Regions from separate parts of the Arabidopsis thaliana genome. Here region 1 is linked to region 2. The links are chromatin contacts, called in public capture Hi-C maps. All regions are on one chromosome and are shown on one strand. The core of a region is the stretch at or near the end of the contact, and the rest is flanking DNA. Distances in the headings are between cores, read along the strand shown. Region 1 holds the start of CINV2 (cytosolic invertase 2). Region 2 holds the start of AT4G09340 (SPla/RYanodine receptor (SPRY) domain-containing protein).

The links. Capture Hi-C pulls out chosen DNA fragments and counts their contacts.
Region 1: a capture Hi-C map of root shows a contact between it and region 2, with 2.1 times the contacts expected there.

The regions. Positions count from the first base shown.
Region 1 is chr4:6,021,717-6,025,507 of TAIR10.1, forward strand. It overlaps CINV2 (cytosolic invertase 2), which reads right to left and starts at 2,326. Exons shown (of 6, transcript NM_117019.5): 1 at 2,003-2,326; 2 at 1,205-1,646; 3 at 692-1,123; 4 at 417-607; 5 at 1-335. The coding sequence starts at 1,594. It overlaps AT4G09520 (Cofactor-independent phosphoglycerate mutase), which reads right to left. Exons shown (of 6, transcript NM_117020.5): 6 at 3,088-3,736. The coding sequence ends at 3,254.
Region 2 is chr4:5,925,541-5,929,026 of TAIR10.1, forward strand. It overlaps AT4G09340 (SPla/RYanodine receptor (SPRY) domain-containing protein), which reads right to left and starts at 2,198. Exons shown (of 10, transcript NM_117002.3): 1 at 1,729-2,198; 2 at 1,358-1,504; 3 at 1,196-1,282; 4 at 1,057-1,102; 5 at 622-698; 6 at 348-504; 7 at 191-259; 8 at 47-106. The coding sequence starts at 2,057.

The DNA.
Region 1 (3,791 bases), core at 1,076-3,575, 96 kb after region 2:
TCGTGTTTTTAGGATCACAACCGGTAACAATCCGCCACTCGTGGCTTTCGATGCAAGGGTAACATATCTTGAGCGGCATCTCGCCTACTAGCTCCTCCCAACGGTGCTCGAGGAGGTCCATAATAGCCATTGACTGATCCGGAGTTGCCAAGGAAGAAAGGATGGAGACACAATTTCCTAAGGAAAACCACCTGAAATCCATACGGGCCGGGCTTACATTGCCGACAAAATATCCTCCACGGAGAGGCATAAAGTCGAAAACCCAGTCTGGTATCGAGTCCGGCATCACGTTGAACTTGTTCACCGCGGTGTGTGAGTACTCCTCTGTCTTGTACCTTAACAAAAGTTTTACAATCTTAGTCACGTCAAATCATATTTTATCCATATACAAGAACATTTTAAGGTTGCTTACTAACCTATAGATATCGTTGAGTTGTTGAAAGTCAAGCCAAAAGTAACTGCGCATATGGAAACTCAGCGCGTGAAGTCTCTTCACAATCCTTTCTATGAAATCTCGACCTTCCTCGTCTGGTTTAAGCATCGACAAGGCGCATCTCAATGCCATGAAAAACAGAGCTTGAATCTCTATTGGATATCCATAAACACCCTAATAAATAAACAAATCAAGATTTGGTTTTAGTGTGATGAATCATATAAGATTTTTGCTCGTTCACTAAAAGGTAGTTCTTACCATTCTCCTATCAACCATAGAACAACCGTCAGCACAAAGAAGCGTAGGGAAAGTATCAAAACCTTCGGATAAGCAAAGAGAGAGTATAAGCCTCATTCCCCTCTGACACTCTGGTGTCTCAGATAAAGTCAAATCTCCCGTAGATTTCGTGTAAGCACGGAGAAGTATGATCCACCAGAATCCTGAATCCACCGGTGCTACTCTTCCTATAGCGCTTTCTCCAAAATCCGCAATAATTGTGTCGGTTTTACGAACTGGATCATGAAGCACCTTGAAACTCGCTGGCATAACGCCTTCCCCAAGCTTGAACCGGTCAACCCGTTTCTCCCAACCTTGAAGCTGAAGTGTCTTGAGCAAGAAGTTTTTCACTATATCGGGCTCTCCATTCATCAGAAACGCCAATGCACTTGGTACAAAGTCACGTACAAACACCTACTCAAATAGAAGACAAGTTTTGAGATATTCTACACAAAAATCGATTATGCTCAGGTCACGTCTAGAATCTTTAGTTACCTGATCATAGTTCAAGACCTCCTCGGAGGCATGGTCATAAGCTGCAATGGTACCAACGGGTTGACCACGAAAGAACACCATTGACCTTCTCAAAGCTTCCCAAGCCTCAGCAACCATCGGATGAGGCTCGAAAGAGTTCCTAACAGAGAGAGGAGTGTCCACCATTGACCTACTTCCAGGAGAATGAGCCATTTCTAAAATGCTATCTTGTCTTACATAGCCAGTCGATAACTCGCTCATCGACCTTTCGTCAAACGATCTCTTCCGTTCGATCTTTAGCTGCCTCGGCTTCTCTAAAGCCCGAGTTAGATCAAAATCATCCATCTCTGATAAAGAACAATGTGATCCTTCAACTCTTAGCACCAATGGTTCTTTATGACCTTCCTCCATTTCTTTGGTTTTAATGGATAGAACAAGATCTTGTCATAAACAACAACAACAACTAAAAAACAGACAAAAGATCAGTTATTAAGATAACAACATTAAACAGAATCTTTTTATTGCTGGTAATAAATTGTGTTTAGTTTAACAAAAACTTATTTTTTTGGAAATAAATTCTGTTTATCTTAAGATAAGATTATGTTCAGACTAATAAATATTATTTTCTCTTATCTTCTTTACTTACTTAAGCAAATAATTCAAAACTTATCTAATGATAACAGTTCCAAATAATAATCCAAAATTAGTGCTAATACGTGGATTAAACAAACATATTAATCAAGATCCATGAGAACGAACCAGATCTACATTCTAGAATTACCATACATAATGGTTTAACATAAATGAGAAGAACCAAACCTGAGAAGACGACGGAAGTGTTAAAAACTCGTAACAGTCGCCGGAGAGTGAGAGAAGAAAGGGCAAGAGAGTAAGAAAATGGGGAAAAAGAGTCATGATGAGTGAAGTTGTTGTTTTATAGATAGAATAAGAAGTAAGGAAGAAGAATACAAAACGGGACTTGTTAAGAGACCGAAACAAGACAAAAACAAAACGGGTCTGGTAAGGAAAAATGTCGACGGAAGAGACGGAGTTAACCGGTAATTACCGGTTAAGAAACGGTCAAGTTATATTACTGGTCTGATTTTGGGTTTTGGACTTTTCGCTTGGGATACTTATTTTATCGGTCTCCAGTCACTTTTATTTTCTTTATTATAGATTTTTGTTTTTTCTCGACATATAAACCAAACACAGTGGTGGACTGGTAAGCTTGTTAGTCTGGTAGGTAGACAATATAATTAATAAGTATATATATCACATTTATTTAATGTTTTATTTTATTTGTAGAATGATGAGAGAGCTTCAATATAAATTAACTAACATTTTCAAGTTGCTTTGAATTATGTGGCTCCCATAGTTCAAGTTTTTTTGGATCATCTAAATATCTAATACATTTGGAAAGCCTGAAATGAGAAGTTTTATGAAAATGTGGATAAAGACCCAAGTGAGGTTCTCCAATTAGAGTAAAATGAAGCCAATTCGTAGACTTTAACTCAAATGGAGATAGTTACAGAAACACAGGTTCATATATTTCATTTATGGTTCCTGGAAAGGAATGATGATTTCTCAGGAATATGATGGTTTTATACACTATCAAATGAAGACACGCCAATTATGGGAGCTGTCAACCTTCGATAAATCTTGACTTATGTGCTTGAAATGTAAAAGCATTCGTTTGGACAATGAAATGCATGATTGACTTTCATTAACGTGAAGTAATTTTCATTACAGATTGTTTAGATCTAGTAAAGATAGTGTCTTCATTAACTAAGTGACCATCATTTTTTATAAATTTGTAGGCAATTGAGTCACGAGAGAAAAAAAATTCTTCTTTTTCGATATCTTTAATTTCTCGTCGAGCTAATGTAAAAAGGAAATTTCATGTGTATATCTTAAGAGCCAAAGTGTAAACTTTAACATGCAACTACACCTCCAAACATTGTTAGACATTTTTTTTTCAACTTCCTGAGCTTGTTAGAGTTGATAATTTTTTATTACACTTCCAAAATCCAAATTTTCAAAGAAAAAATGCAAAATTTTATGAAATTTGATTTATACATCCAACTTCAGAAACTTGGTGATAACTCCCATCATTTCACCGCCATGGAAACGGCCAAGACATCTTCTTGCAGCTGCAATCTCGTTCAACTCTGAGACTGAATCTCCACTAATCGCCAGAGAAGCTTCCCTCCTCCCACAGTCTTCTTCTTCTTTTCCGATGACATTTTCACTGGATGCTATATCCGTTGGAAGTGGAAAAGGGTCTAAAGATGTCTCTAATAGAGCTGATTCTCCTCCAACCGCTCTCACAAAGTCCTTTAACCGGCACATTGTGAATGGGACAGGCTCGAAGCTGTGGTCTCCATACTCAACTGGAGTAGAATGATCACCAGTCACACACAAGAAATACTGGTAATTTGAAGAAGATTCAGCTTGCCATAGAAGCTTAGCGAGCTGACGTATCGCTTTATCCACAGCTTCCAAGCCTCGAACTTTGAACAATGTAGCCTTGTCATGACCTGCATCATCTATAGCCTGCACGAATAATTTAGAATCAGAATGAAATTTTTTATGTTGTGTTAAAAGACAG
Region 2 (3,486 bases), core at 948-3,447:
CTAACCGCAGTGGATCTGATTAATATATAAGGAATGAAGAGCATACCCGTACTAATTCAATGAACTTTTGACAGTGAAGGAGGAAGCATACTTCTGATTTATCGTTCTGCAGATTATACAATTGAGGTAAGAGTTCATATTTTCAATGTAACAATATGAATCAACTGATATGATTAGTTCCTCAATCCACCTGTACAAGTTGGGGATAGCTATCTCGGAGTTTCGCAAGAGCAGCATCGATCTCACCCTTCCGTATAAGCTTTACCAACCGACGTATGGATCAGTTCAATACTTAACGAAAGAGATGTAGTAGTAGTAACGAGCAAGATAGCAGTCTAATTCAATACCTGTCTAAGAATTTTTCTCTCATGCAATGCATATGATGTATCATCAATACCATTTTCTTGAGCTCCATTGATAGGAGGAAGTGTACTGTTAGTAGCCAAGTCTAAAGCATGATGAGTCTCTTCATACCCATAATGAAGCAAATAGTTCTTTACAAGCCTGATGATCAAAAAAAACCAGAAGCTTCTTAGCTACGCAGAAATTTTATTACCAATGCAATAAAAGAATAGAAGAAAAAACTTCACCTCAGTAACTACAGAACAAGAGTGTACTCACCCAAGACTCATGTTCGATGGTATGGATATCTTTTCGATTGCTATTTGTTGCTTATTCCTCTCCGATGATTCATATCCCTAACACAACAGAAAAAAAGAGGAACAGCTAAATCATACGTAATCACTCCTGTAACCTTAACCTCAAACAAACCTAAGGCAGAAAGAGAAGCACAAGTAAACACATATTACTCTCTACCTCAACTTTCTACACATATTACACATACAATTCTTAATCGTAGAGTCTAAGAGAAGATGTTTAATCACTGTATTTTTTTACAGTGAATCATCTGCCACATTATATGTTTGTACCATATCAAAAAGATGCATATGTTTCTTTACTATACGATAGTTATACTTCGGACTATCCCATCGATAAATTACACAAGCTAAGAGCTAGAAACTCCACTAGTATACCAAAAATATTCAAGGATCTTACCTTAAAATCAAAGGCAAACTTCTCCTGCCCGAAGTTGACTGTAACCCTACCAAGATTCAGAACATCAAACAAAGAACATATTCAAGCACTTGAAAAATAGTTCACGCTGACATCATATTAAGAAACAAAGAGAGCATACTCTTCGTTTTGGCTATGTACAGCTACAGTAGGGAATAGAGGACCCTTGATGTACTTGGAGACTGTCCCTACCAGAGTTCCATTTACACTGGCATCTCATAACAAAGATATGTCAGAACTGTAACATGAAAATGAATTGACTCTTGAACTCTTAGATACTCACGTGAAAAAGAATTCCTGCGAATCATAGTTTATACCACCACCAACAGTATCACCAGTTGTATAAGTCGGACCAAAAGCTTCACCTTGACGTTTTCCTAGATATATAAGCCCATCTTCACCATGATAACCACAAGTGTTGAGTTCCCATCTAACCATTACATAAGAAATATCACAAAACTATCAATTTGAATGCTCAGCAACAATGATATAGAAACAAAATCCAACACTTTCGTATGTTCTGATCCTAACCAAACATAAATAAAACTCACACAATTGAACCAAATCCTGAACCTAATCAAACTTAAAACAACTAAACAAAAATAAGAGATCTTTAAGAACCTAATCAAATCTAAACAAAACTCAATATCATACCCAGGATGTCTCGCGATTCTGAAACTATTAGTAGTGAAACCAATGGAGACACGTCCTTTAACACCAGCATCTTTAACATAAATCTCGAAGTAATAAGCGAAACGTTTACACGGAGCAGGTTTATTAGCTTGAACAACGCCGACATCGTGACCGTGTTGAGAAACGCCAGTGTATTTGAGAGATAGCTTATCGGGAGAGATAACTACAAAACCGCTTAAACCGGTGATCGTGTTTAACTCCGTCGGTGATTCTTCTTCTTCTTCGTTATCTTCCATTGTATGTGGTTTTGCAGAGTGATGAAATTTGTGAATGAAGTTGGATTTGTTCATTCAAATCGCAGAGAAGATAATTGAAACCCTAGAATTTTGCTGATTGGTGATTGATTATAGAGAAACAAAATTGTTGAGCGAATATTTTTTATTTTTTTCAAATGATCTCTTACAAAACCATGTGATTTCGGTTCGGTTTTTATTTGAATTATTCGGTTTTTAAAAATTTGGTTTCTTAGTACTGGTATCCAAATTATGGATGGTTTAGTATGGTTTTATTTTGGTTCGGTATTGAATGTTTATCTACAATATCCTTAATTTTTAAAGAAATTTCGGTTTTAAACCATTTTTCTTTGTTTGATTTGATTTTGGATCGACTTTTCAAATCAAGTATCTCGATTCATTTACGGTCGGTTTATTGGCAACAACTTAACATTAAAAAAAGCTAAGAGTTCAAATGGTTACGCGGTTAGGACGGACAAATCTATCAACGGTTTAGACTGCTTTTTGTTTAGGAAAATTGCACAATCTATACTTGGAAGAGTTGTTATTTAAGTGTCCAAAAAAATCACTGTTTGACTAATATTGTACATGTGGAAATTGCGTATGTACCCCTAGGAAAATCTTTTTATACTGTATGAATATATTGTGTCAGATTATTATTATTCTTTGCATGTAGTCTTTTTTCTTTTTTGCTATTTATTTATTGATTTTTAGGGAAACCAGTCGTCATCGTCATTTCTCTTTCTAAATGGAAAGTTGTATCCCTTCTTTCCCTTATTAAAACACAGTCCAAAAGATAAAAGTTAATGTAACATTTGTATTAGGTGCTAACTCTAATTCATAACAAAAGTGAAACTATCTCAAATCACCATAAACTTATGATATTAGCCGGTAATCCAAGTATTAACATACCAGTTTGTATTAGGTGGTAACTTTGATGCAAAACTTATGAATTCAAATTTTTAATACCTCTAAGGGTATTATCACTATATGTAAACAGGTATTAGCCGTTAACAAAATGTTAACGTAACAGTTGTATTAGGTGCTAACTCTAATTCATAACAAAAGTGAAACTATCTGTAATCACAAGGAACTTATGATATTAGCCGATAACCCAAGTATTAACATATCAGTTTGTATAAGGTAGTAACTCTGATGCAAAACTTATGAGGGTATTATCACTATATGTAAACAAATATTAGCCGTTAACAAAAAGTTAACGTAACATTTATATTAGGTGCTAACTCTAATTCATAACAAAAGTGAAACCATCTGTTCAAACCCTCCTAGTCCAAAAACAGTCTCATCCTTCCATCTTGAACCGTCAAAAAAACTTTTCCTCGTCGCTTACTTACCGCCCTGCAACACATTAATTTTTTGATTAGCAGTCATTTTCCTTTTTTATCAGATAACATTTACTTTATCGACTCTACTTTCTTCATACACCATCAACAAATGTAATATGTAAACATTTTTTTACCCTGCT